Regions from separate parts of the Mus musculus genome. Here region 2 is linked to region 1. A link is a contact called in public HiChIP or PLAC-seq data. All regions are on one chromosome and are shown on one strand. Each heading gives the region's core, a stretch centred on a gene start, on an enhancer-like site or on the middle of the called end of the contact. The rest is flanking DNA. Distances are from core to core; before and after follow the strand shown.

What was found. HiChIP or PLAC-seq counts read pairs in DNA pulled down with a chosen protein or histone mark.
Region 2: an H3K4me3 HiChIP or PLAC-seq map of embryonic forebrain shows a contact between it and region 1, with 10 times the contacts expected there. The contact joins the promoter of Tpgs1 here to the promoter of Ube2g2 in region 1. A contact is called at or near these places in 3 of 39 promoter capture datasets (the C10 cell line, erythroid cells and liver), 1 of 484 Hi-C or Micro-C datasets (CD4 T cells) and 1 of 115 datasets of contacts at active chromatin or transcription factors (embryonic forebrain).

What each region holds. Positions count from the first base shown.
Region 1 is chr10:77,618,683-77,625,032 of GRCm38.p6, forward strand. Ube2g2 (ubiquitin-conjugating enzyme E2G 2) reads left to right here and starts at 3,639. Exons shown (of 6, transcript NM_019803.3): 1 at 3,639-3,734. The coding sequence starts at 3,692.
Region 2 is chr10:79,667,192-79,673,541 of GRCm38.p6, forward strand. It overlaps Tpgs1 (tubulin polyglutamylase complex subunit 1), which reads left to right and starts at 2,248. Exons shown (of 2, transcript NM_148934.3): 1 at 2,248-2,592. The coding sequence starts at 2,255. Madcam1 (mucosal vascular addressin cell adhesion molecule 1) reads left to right here. Exons shown (of 5, transcript NM_013591.3): 5 at 1,046-1,351. The coding sequence ends at 1,176.

The sequences.
Region 1 (6,350 bases), core at 2,389-4,888:
TCTTGATACCCCCCATTCATTGCCTTGTTTCATTGGCCTTTCTCCCCTCTTACATCTCACAAATGCAGCTGGGCAGTGGTGGCTCACGCCTTTAATCCCAGCATTTGGGAGGCAGAGGCAGGCAGATTTCTGAGTTCGGGGTCAGCCTGGTCTACAAAGTGAGTTCCAGGACAGCCAGGGCTATACAGAGAAACCCTGTTTCCAAACAAACAAACAAAAACAAACAAAAAACAAAAAAGCTCACAAATGTGGAGCCACCATCAAGTTTGGCTGTCAGTTCCAGAGGAAGCCTGTCACCCTTAGGGCACAGTTGCAGCCATCTCTGTGTGCTCTTGAGGCTGGGAAAACCTCCCTGTGTGCTCTTGGTTTTTTTGTTTTTAAGCAGGGAACCCTGAAGGATCTCTTGCATTTTATACCTTGGGGTTCTCATTTCATTAGGCACTGTACCTAGTATCCCAGTGCAGTGTCTCAGACAGCTCTTGCTGACACTAAATTCCTTTAACCACTACAGCTTGTTCCCAGTCTGCCCTGCCCTCAACTCTGTCTGATCTCTGTTCACCAAAGGACACTTCCCACATTTCTCTGGGCTACTTTCTACCTGTTTTCACTGTAATCTGGATAAATGCGGTGAACAAGAATCATGCCACAGCCTGGATGTTAGGTAGGCTGCCTTGAAATTCCCTCTGCCAAACAGCTTCCTTAGCTCATTATTTTTGAAATATGGCCTCACTCCAGTTTTTAGGATGCAGGGAAAACGGAATTGTTATGGGGAATCCACCAGAGAAGACCACTCAGATACAGTCTATAGCCAATTGGAAGTATTTATTCCAGCCAGCTGGGACCACACTTAGGTATTTGGGACTCAAAACTAAAGAGCAATGGTTTGTAGGGGTCAAATCTGTAGCAAAATTACAGTTATGAAGTAATAGCAAATATAATCTTACGGTTGGGAGTTACCATAACATGAGGAACTGTGTTAAAGGTTAAAGCATTAGGAAGATTGAGAACCACTGCTTTAGAGTATAGAGTAAGGTGTTTTTAAAGACAAAACAAAAAAACAAAAAACAAAACAAAAAACCCCACATTCTGATAACTCAGCAGTTTGCAAGGAGAAGTTCTGTGCAAGTGAGCAGTTTAAAGGCAGTTAGCTGGAGGGAGTTCTGCACAAGCTTTAATAGAAGCTAAGCTGGGGCATCTTGACCTCAAGTTCCTAGAATAGAGTTGAATAACTGTTTATGGGGCTTCCCAATCAGAGAGATCAGATTCTAGTTAAGCCGAACATGGCCTCAGCAAGGATCCAAGATGGAGGAAACTGCACTGCGTTGCCCTGCCACAGGATGTGACGTGAAATGGTTACCACCAAGTTTCTGATATGTTCGATGTTCACCTCTGGGATAAAGCACCCTGAGCAGTCTAGGCTACCTGCATTTCTTGGTGTTCTGGTCTTCCAAATTCCCCCCAGAGTCGTCCTCTTAGCCCTGCTCACAGCAATCTGAGAGTTCTCTAGCTCCCAGCTCTGAACCTGTTTTCCACTTTTCTCCTTAAAACTAGCTCTGGGGCTGGGACTGGAGAGATGGCTCAGCGGTTAAGAGCACTGACTGCTCTTCCAGAGGTCCTGAGTTCAAATCCCAGCAACCACAGGGTGGCACACAACCATCTGTAATGGGATCTGACACCCTCTCCTGGTGTGTCAGAAAACAGCTACAGTGTACTTATAATAAGTCTTTTGGCCAGCAGTGCAGAGTTGACCAGTGGGGTTGACTGGAGCAAGCAGAGGTCCTAAAAATTCAATTCCCAACAACCACGTGAAGGCTCACAACCTTCTGTACAGCTACAATGTACTCACATTAAATAAATAAATAGATCTTTTTTTTTTTTTTCGGCCATAGTGTACTCATAAAAATCTTTAAAACAAAACCAAACTAGCTCTGAAGCTCATGGTCAGGCTCATCCCAGGGATGGCCTCAGTTCATGGTACTACTTTACAAGTTTGTTTTCTTGCTGATGGGATCAATACCCGACACACAGAAGTTAATTTTGCCTTGGGGTTGGAGGGGATACCGTCTATCATGGCGGCAGGTGGCTCCAAGGCGGCAGCAGTGTGTGACAGCTGCTTACTCACCGGGTAGCTGACTGGGAAGCAGAGAGAACTAGAAACTAAGCTAATCCTAATCTCAAAATTCACCCCTATCCAGCTAGTGGAGGTTCCACCCTGACCAGCAAACATGTGGGCACGACTCACATTCAAACTGTCGCAGGGAATCGGGGCTGCCACATCATTTGGATGTGTTAGACTAACTTATGCTTCTACAGGCAACAGCAGGAGGAGCAGTGTGTCCTCGAGGCCTCCTTTTGACTTGTGGGTGGGGCATGCTTGGGAGGGTTATGCGTGTGGGATTTTTTTTTTTTTTAACCTTACATGTAATTGGAGTAGCATCCTAATATTTTTTTTCTTTCTCAAGATAGGGTTTCTCTGTGTAGCCCTGGCTGTCCTGGAACTCACTCAGTTGACCAGGCTGGTCTCGAACTCAGAAATCGGCCTGCCTCTGCCTCCCAAGTGCTGGGATTAAAGGTGTGCACCACCACTGCCTGGCTCTAATATATTTTTTTAAAAGATTTATTTATTGTATGTAAGTACACTGTAGCTGTCTTCAGACACCAGAAGAGGGAATTAGATCTCGTGACAAATGGTTGTGAGCCACCATGTGGTTGTTGGGATTTGAACTCAGGACCTCCAGAAGAGCAGTCAGTGCTCTTAACCGCTGAGCCATCTCTTCAGCCCCCTTAATATTCTTTTTTAAAACGACAAATGTGATGAATCTAATGCCTCAAATCTTTTGAGTTCAGCTTCTTATACTCAGGGTCCCAGCAGGAACTTTCTCTTTGTCCCTACACCTAGTCCTGAAAGCCCCTTTTTTCGGAGAGCCACGTCCCGAGCTGTATCCCTCATGTCCACTTAGCGAAGGCAGTGGTGCACCTAAGAAAATACCAAGCATCTATCTGGCAGTTCCGTATGATGAGGAAGTACAGCTTACTTGGCAGAGTCTGAGTTTTTTTGGCCAGAGAGGATGGGATATGGCCCGGGAACTTTATCCTTCCTTTGTGAAACCAAGGTACTCTTTCTCTTGCTAGAAGTGTCATCTCAAATCACCTGGGCCTCAAAAACCAGGTGTAGTGGCACTTGGGAGACAGAGGTAGGCAGGTGGCATCTCTGTGAATTCGAGGCCGGCCTGGGCTAAATAATGAGTTCTAGGACATTCATGCCTACAAGGGGAAAGTTTCACGATCTGGACAGCCACTTCTGAGGGGCGAGCCCAAGCGCAAGGACATGAGTCTCATTCAGGAACAATCCATGATGAGCCATTAGCTCTCGCACTATTTTTCAAGACTAAAGGGCCGCAGGGCGAGCTGCGCAAAGCCTCACGGCGGCGTAGGAAACCTTCAATGCTGAGGGTGTGGCCGGCCGAGAAGATTCTGGAAGCCGAGCTCCGTCGACCCGGGCCATTACCCGGGGAGCGCGAGGCGAACCCCAGCGAGCCTGTCTGAAGCACCCGGGTGCGCCACGTCACCCGCGCGCGCCCCGGATGCATTTGCGCCCGGAGCCCGCGACCCGGAAGCAGTCGTGGGCGTCGGAGCGGGCGGGCGGGACCGGCGCGGATGTGGCGAGGCTGCTGAACGCAGGTTCCGCGGTATGGCGGGGACGGCGTTGAAGAGGCTGATGGCCGAGTATAAGCGTGAGTCAGGCGGCGCCGCCTTCCTGTCCTCTTCCCCATAGTCGCCCGCGGCGTGGCCCGGCATGGCTCGGCTCGGTGCGGTGCGGTGCGGGGGTACTGGGCCGGGCTGCGAGATTCCGCGTGCGGATAAAAGGCCAGGCTGTCGCCGTCACCTGCGCACCCCAGCCAGCGGCAGCGGGGCTGGCCCTGGGCTCAGAAGCCGGCCGGGGCAGCGCCGCCGTGGCCCTGCCACCCGGGTCTGGTCCCTAAGCCCCTGTGTGCTGCGCATCTGCCCTCCCGACAGTTGATGCTGCGGGGCGAGTACCGGGTAATCCCCGTAAGGTGGTCGAGCCGTCGAGGGGAGTTGGGGGAGAAAGTTAAAAATAAACAAGATAACGCCTCAAACCCCCGGCCACGCCGCAGGTGCGAGTTGCTGGGGAAAACCAAAGTTTCTCGGACACGGGCTCCGGACAGTTTCCTTGGATCCGGATCTGTTTTTCTCTCTGTTTTACTTTTTCAGCTCTGTGTCTAGATTGAGACACATCCCCTTTATCTAAAAAAGAGGGAACAGCATTTAAGCTCCGGGACAGGGGTTTAAGTTTTGACCACTTCTACCCAAGGGTATTCACATTAGAGAAAAACTTATCCGCCACAAAAAGCCTCTACTCGTACGTCAGACAAAACGTATTGTCACTTAATTTGAAGTTAAGGTTGTGAATCATCTCCGTGTGAGAGAGAGAAGGAATTTGGTTAAAGAGGGAACTCTAAAATAGGAAGGCTGGCGAGGGGCTCAGGGGGTTCACAGAGGAGAAGGACTCCACCTGCTGTGGCTTCTTGGAAGAGGAAAAAAAAGGGCAGGGAGCTAAGGGTGGCCCCAGGCTGACAGCTAGTCTGGGACCAGTGTTACAGCCATACGGAACTGAGTTGTGCCAGCGACTTGAATGGACTTGGGTTGCAGCCCTGAAACAACCAGCTGTCTCGGCTGGGCCCAAGCCCACATGGAAACCATGAGGTCATCAATGGATATTGTTTAAGCCTGTGGCAGCAGTGATGGAAATGCATCCAGCAGTACAAAGCACGAGGAGCGAGGGAGGGAGGGAGGTTTTTTCCGTGTCCTTGTGAATTCAATAAAAGTCCCACTGAGTGTTTTTCTTCCTTTATGGTATAAAAGGTTTGTCCTCTGTTTAAGACCATGTACTCTAGTATTAGGTAGATTCAACAGGAACATCCAGGTTGAATTAGAACATCCGAGGTTGGGCTAGAGCGAAGGTGTTCTTGCATACCTGATTGTACTGTAGATTTAGAGGCGATATGACCTTGAGTGTGGTTCATTGTCTAACTTTTTTTTAATGTGTTTTTTATGTGTATTTTTATGAGTATTTTGATTACACATAGGTAAGTGTGTCATATGTGTGCCTGTGCCAGTGGATGTCAGAAGATGACATCAGATCCCCAGGGACTGGAGTTACAGCTGGTTGTGAGTCTTTGTGTGGGTGCTGAACTAGAACCTGGATCTTCTGCAAGAGCAACAAAATCTATGAGTCATCTCTTCATCCCTATTGTTTTTCAGGCTCCTTGTTTTTCTTTTATAGCAGTTGAATAACAGATATAAAACGATTAGACTGTGGTCATATCACAAAAAGAGCCAAGCGAAGACCTTAGACTGCTCCCAAGTGCAGTGTCCTGTGCACGCAGAGGCGGATATTGAATGTCCCACTCTGTCGCTCACTCTCCACCCTCTTCTCTTGAGACCAGGCCTGTCATTGAACCTGGAGCTCATCAATTCAGCTAGAATGGCCAGCCAGTTAGCCCCAGACATCTTCCTGTTTCCTCCCTTGCCTCCAACTCTGGGGCTACAGGCACCCATGGTAAATAAAGCCTGCCTCTTTTTCATACGGGTGCCAATACTCGAACCTGGTTCCTCTGTAAGAACAGTGTGTGTTCTTGTGTCCTTGTCATATGTTTCCACAGCTTTTCTTCTTACTGTGACAGACAAGGGAACAGTGGTCCAGGGCTGTTGTAACATTGTCACCACTCAGATACCATAACAGACAGCATCTCATGGTTTGGAGATAGAATTAGAAGCCCACTTGTGGCCTGGGCTGTCACCCTAGGCAGGGTGGGCTTTTGGGGAAGGTCCTTCCTCCCTCTCAGCTCTAGAGTGCTGGCTACTGCGGGTTACTTAGCTGTGCTAGTGTAAGTCCTTCCTCTCCTGTACCTTCCTGTGGCCATCTGAGCCTGGGTGTGTCGGTATTCAGATTTTTCCACTTGAAATGTCAACAGTCACTGGCTTAGGGCCCAGCCTAGTCAGAATGTTCTGTATTTAATTCTGGTACATCTGCTGAGACTGTTTCCAGACAGTGTCACAGTTCCCACATTGGGGTAGACTTGAGATTGTTTTACAATGACAGCTGTTTTTGTGTATTTGTGGGTGGGCAGGCGAGTGCCACTGTGCATGTGCAGAAGTTAGGACAACTGACAAGGGTCACATCTCCCTTCTGTGTGGAGCCTGGGAATTTCGAGCTTGGCCTGTCAGACGAGGCAGGAGGTGTCTCTGCCCACCAAGGCAGCACGTCAGAGTAGGGGCGTGAACCAGAGCAGAGCTGTTCACCTAAGGCCAGACACGGGAGAAGTAGA
Region 2 (6,350 bases), core at 998-3,497, 2.0 Mb after region 1:
TCATTACGGGTGGTTGTGAGCCACCATGTGGCTGCTGGGATTTGAACTCAGGACCTTCAGAAGAGCTGTCAGTGCTCTTACCTGCTGAGCCATCTCACCAGCCCATGACACATGTCTTAATGGTTGATTTTTTAAATACGTTAATTGAGTCTGAAGCAACAGATGTCTCAGAAATTAAAGAGTACTTACTGGTCTTACAGAGAACCTGGGTTCACTTCCCATGTGATAGCTCACAAACATCTGTAACTCCAGATTCAGGGAATGTAACCCACACTTTTGGCCTCCCAGAGCACCATGTGTGCATGGTACACATATGTACATCAACACTAAAATAACTCCTGCACATGCAAATAAGACGCCAGGTGTGTTTGCGCATGTCTTTAATCCTAGCACTCAGGAGGCAGAGACAAGAAACGCATAGCCACTTGTAACTCCAGGACCCTGGAGACTTGACATCCTCCTCTGACTTCCAAGTGTACCTGCATTTGTGGCATACACACAGATACACACACACACACACACACACAAAATAAACATTAAAAAAATAAACCTTAAGCCAGGTGGTGGTGGTGACACATACCTTTAATCTCAGAGGCAGGTGTATCTCTAAGTTCAAGGACATCCTGGTCTACAGAGCAAGTTCCAGGACAGACAGCCAGGATTACATAGAAGACTCTTGTCTCAAAAAATCAAAACAAAACAGACAAAAAACAAAACAAAACAAAACAAAACAAAACAAAACAGAACTAAGCTGGGCACGATGGCACACAAGCTATGATCTAAGTACTTGAGCTGTAGAAGAAGAAGGGTCAATGTCAGCCTAAGCTACAGAGTGAGACCGTAATTTAGAAACAAAAGCTTCCCTTTAAGTAGATTCATTCTTCCATGCTGTCTTTGAGTATGTCTGGTTGGGTGGCTGTTTTCTACCCAAGTAGAGGCTGGCTAGTTAAGTCCACTTTTAAACTGTAAGGGCCTATGTATGTTCCCTCTGTGGAGCCCACAGGCACTGGGACTGATGGCAGCCTTTCTCTTCCTACTCTTTCAGCCTCCACCGTCGTCCTATGGATTGGCAGCTTGGTGCTGGGGCTGCTTGCACTGGTCTTCCTTGCCTACCGCCTGTGGAAATGCTACCGGCCAGGTCCTCGCCCAGACACTAGCTCATGTACACACCTATGAAGCTCCATTATGCCAGACTAAAGGAGGCAGAGAGTGACCAGCTGCAGGATTTGGGGCATCAAGATGATAGTGTGGCCTCTTTCCTTGGTGGTCAGCACATCTATAAGTTTCTCCTGACTTCTGGGCTTTTCTGCCTGCTGGCCCAGAGCTAAATAAAAGCCCCGTATCTAGCCACTGGCATATTCTTTCGTACTGTGAATAGGAAGGCTTTGTACATCACCTATCCCTACAGCCAGAGTCCCTGGAGACAGTCACACATCCCAGTTTTCTTTGGTAGGTCGAGCAACAGGATACTAGGCTGGGAAATGCCTGCATTTAACAAGAGTAACTAAGGAGATATCCAGTGGCTTAGAAAAAGTACTTGGGGGGTAACCTGGGAAAACACGAAGAGCGGTATGGATGCCAGACAAGGGAATAAAAAGTATGTCAGTAGATAAAGAGCCAAAGATAACACAGAAAAGGGACATGCGAGGATACTAGAAAGCCACAGCAGTTCAGAATTGCAAAGAGAGCACCCCCCTCTGGTGGTCAGAAATGGTAACAGTCTGGGAAAGGAAGGAATCTGGTGACAACTCCGCTCAGGCACCTTAACGCTCGGAAGGAGACTAAGTGAGGCCAAAAACCCGGGAGAGCCCAGGCCGAGTCTGGGAGCAAACGCAGAAAACGGTTTGAACTCCGCTTTCAGCCCTAGATTCCTGGTGAGCTTTGCGGGGTTTATCTGGTACCCAGGGTGCCTGGTTGCTAGGAGACCATGCTTAGGAAGACTTGCCCACTACCAAGATGGCAAGGTATCGCGCTTCAAGCCAGAAACCAAGCCCTTCCTGGGGGACCATTTTGAAGTCTGGCAAGCTCACAATTCCAGACCGAAGCTAGAAGATGCAGTCATGGAGTAGCAGGAAAACGCACACAGAGAAAGCCAGGGGCACAGGGGGAAAAGGTCGCTTGCGCTTGTTACTATCGAGATTCTCAGAGAGGGGGGCCGCTGCCTCTGCCCTTAACAAAAATGGTCGTCGAGGGAAGGCGCCTCATCGCGCCGTGAATTATGGCGGCGCTTCCGGTCCCGCTGCCCCCAACAAAGATGGCGGCAGTGGAGAAACGGCGGCCGGCAGTAGCACCAGCGGCCAATTTCCCGGACAGTGGCCGGACGTCGGTGTCTCAGGCGGCGGCGGCCGCTGAGAGCGAGGAGGACTTCCTACGGCAGCTCGGCGTGACGGAGATGCTGCGCGCAGCCCTCCTAAAGGTGCTGGAGATCCGGCCCGAGGAGCCCATCGCCTTCTTGGCGCACTACTTCGAGAACATGGGTCTACGCTCGCCGACCAACGGAGGCGCCGGGGAGCCCCCGGGCCAGCTCCTCCTGCAGCAACAGCGCCTGGGCCGCGCGCTGTGGCACCTTCGCCTGGCTCACCACTCGCAGAGGTGCGGACCGATGGCGGACGGGGGTACCAGAACTACAATTCCCGACAGGCCCCGCGCGGGAGCAACTCGCCGCCGGCGCGGGGCGTTTCCGGGAGTAGTGGTCTTTCCTCTTTTCCCGGGTCTGGTCGGCTTGAGGCAGGTTTAAGGTTCTCGGCACGCCTCGCATCGATTTCGCCTGCAGTGTGCGCGGGGTGTACTGGATATTGTGGTCCGGGTAGGAAGTGCTGGGGGTTGTAATCCATCGTCCATCTATTGCATGAGCTTCCAGGTGATTACGGCCTGGAGGAGGTTGCTTTTGAACCCGAGTCCATTTTGCCCTCGCAGCCAAGGGTTTTGGGAGGTCAAGAAGCCCAGCAAGGTAGTATAAATAGTGTGGTGCTTGTCCAGGAGATGGACAGCCTGTGTACTCAGGCCCCAGGCCCCAGACAGAAGTTCCTTAGATGCACACGCAGAGCACAGGCTGGTCTAGAGCCTGACGTGAACCCTGCAGGGAGCTCCGCAGTGGGAGTAGTTCCAGTGTAGGTGACGACTAAGGACGCTTTTTCATTGCATAGTGGATGAGGGAAGCTGATCAGTAGGGCATCATCAGCCAGGGGGTGACCAAATGCCTGAGGGTCTCAGCATGGGAGTGGCTTTCCAAAGGGTGCTTGGAGGAAGACTCAGGGAGGAGAGCAGGGGAGGGGGCCGCAAGGAGGAAGACGTTGGGCAACAGTAGCTCAGGCCTTCCCTAGGGAAGTGAAAGTCCAGAGATCATACATTTCCAGCTGAGCAGACCAGACATCTCTGCACCAGAGGGAAGGGGCTCAGTATCCAAGATGGTAGCCAAGAAGGGAAGGGTGGAGCATGGCGGGCCCATGTGGCTAGAGGGGAGGGGTACAGGCACAAAGGGAGAAAACCAGCGAGAATGTAGACGGACAGTCTTCAGCTAGGACAGCATTGGGGTATGTGAGTGGGAGACTGAAGGTATCAGCAGAGAATACGCACACAAGACCACACCGTGAGGTGCCCAGGGGAGGAACAAACTGCTTACTGGGGGCATCCGGAATTCTCCCAGGGATGAAGAGCAATGAACCTAGGGATTTAAAATAGAAGTGTTTTCTGTGAGTTGAAGTCAGCCTCACCTGAGGATCTGGGGCAAGCTTTGTGATCATGTCACCAGGTCTCTGTGTCCTTCACTACCTGGTTTCTGTGCCAGTCACTGGATCCTTACCTGCCATCCTCTGGCAAGGCCTCATTTTAACCAGCTGAAAGCTGTGTGTTTACCATATTCTGAGGTTCTGTGTGGACCCAAACTTGGGGCCATTACTCACCTGTGGGAACTAAAAAGGGACCCTGGGGAAGAGAGGGAGGAAAGACCCACGTCCCGCCAGAGTTCCACCTATGCTCTGGTCAGGCAGACGTGAGAGGGCTACCAGACTCTTTCCACTCAGCCCCAGGTGGGCATCCAAGCCTCTGACGTACTCTTTGGGGGGGGGGGTGGACAAGGGGCAGCCCAACCTGGGAGCCCCGGGGCTACTTCTCTAAACAGGCCCCAGGGTTATAGGAGAGAGGGAAAGGGGAAGAGAGGTTCCCACACCGGCCGAGAGTGAGTGCAGCGGATCTTGATGAGCAGAGACTGTGGTTTTAGAGCTTTATTGTAGAAAGGCAGGGAGAAAGAGTAAGAGAGAGGAGGGAGGAGAGGGTGAGAGTGAGGGGTAAGAGAGAGGTGAGGAGGGGCCTAACAGCCCCTTTTATGGTCTTTACTGTTGCTAGGTAACTGCGGAGGAGTTTAGCCAAGGTCAGAAGCTTGGGCCATTGCCTACGTGACTTCTTAGCCATGCTTCTCTTGTGGGGCTGTGAGGGGGTGGTAACTTAGACAGGAGCCAGAGTTCCAGGAGCACGAGGGAACACCTACCATGTCATGTAGGTGAATTATGACCATTCCGGGGTTCAGACCTCAGCTCTACTGAAGACTAGCCTGTCTGTGTATAGCCCAATGCCCCACACTCACCCCAGGAACTAGTGTTATATCACTAACTGTCAGCCACATAGGAGAGCAAAGGGCGGGGGGGTGGGGGGGAGCCAGCAGGCAGGTGGAATCCTTAGAGATGCATCTGGGAATTACCCTAGAAGCCACAGCCCCATCTGTCTGATGGCTCACAGAGCTAGGCTCTTTCTTCCCCAGGGAAAACCACTGTTCCCCACCTAACACCCTGTGAGTGATGTGTATGGAGAGAGTGGGTCCCTGTGCAGTGCTCGGCCTGAAGCCTGCACACATGGCAACCCCACCACTGAGGCCTGCCAGCAGTAGCCAGTCCAATTCTCAAGACCTGAGAGCCTGAGTTTGTGAGGCCACCAGAGCATCAGAGCTGGGGGGAGTCCCTCCCAGGTCTCCATAGGCCACAGCCATGATGCCCTCACCAGTCACCTCCCTGCCAGCCTGTGAGAGCCACTTAGGGTTATTGTTCAACCCGAAGATGGCTGGAGACGTGGCCACTAGAGGCCAAGCCAGGAGTTACACCCTCAGGCTGCAGCCCCTGCAAACCTTCCTAGCTACCATGCTGATGATGGTGGCAGGAGAGAGACACTGACTCTACTGTCCCAAAGCTGTAAGGGAGTCATTTTCATGACTCTCTTAGGACTCTTTTGACCAAGCAAAACTATGTGACTTAAAAGAGTTGAGTTTCTGGCCGGTCATATTGAAAGACTAGTCAGCCTGAGCTCCCCTGTGCCACGAGCCATTCCTTGTGAGACACTCCAGACACTGCAGGGTGCTGTCAGCATCCTTGCCGGGAGCTCCCTGAGTGTAAAGACTTGGAACAGGAGTATGTTCACCCATAGGTCATCCCAGCCTGCCCCAGGGAAAGCCACTGGCAGGACGGGGGACACAAGCCTTTAGTCTCAGCACTGTGGAGGCAGAGGCAGGCAGATTCTGAGAGTTCAAGGCCAGCCTGGTCTACGGAGCAGTTCCAGGATAGCCAGGGCTACACAAAGAGACCCTGTCCCAAAAGAAAGAAAGGGTGGGGGAGAGGCTCCCACTGCGCACGCACAGTGCTCAGCACTGTGAAAGAAGTGTGGTAAGTGGAGCCCCAGCCCAGGCTCCCCCAAAGCTGGGTCTTGCTATCTTTTTTTTTTTTTTTTTTTTTTTTTTTTTTGGTTTTTTTCAAGACAGGGTTTCTCTGTGTAGCCCTGGAACTCACTCTGTACTATGGGAGAAAGACCTATGGGAGAACATACTCCTGGAACTCAGAAATTCGCCTGCCTCTGCCTCCCAAGTGCTGGGATTAAAGGCATGCACCACCATGCTCGGCTGGAGCTTGCCATCTTGTCTCTGCCTCACCACTTGTCAGTGACTCAATGGTGATCCCCAGGAGCAGATGTGAGCCACCTGAGAGGTGGGTGTCCTTGTTCCTGGCCATAATTATTCATCCTGTGGCTGTAAACAGCCAAAGGCAAGGTGGGTGGGGCCCTCCTCCCCCTCCCCCTGTGCTAGCACAAGGTCATGTAAGTCACCCATCCTTCCTAGAATCTGGTGGTGTAGAATTGCGGTTTGCATCCTATAGGTGAGCAGACCCAGTGCACAGAAGCAGTGCCAGAAAACCAGTGACCCACATGCTACAGGAGCCAATCAAGGGCCCGGGCCTTGTGCCCATGCCTGTCACTGTCAGAGAAGCTAGAATTAGGACAAGAAAGCTGATGGCTGTGTGTGAACAGGTATATCAGTCAGGAAGAGCCATGCTGTGCTGCTGTAACAAAACAAACAAACAAACAAAAAAGCC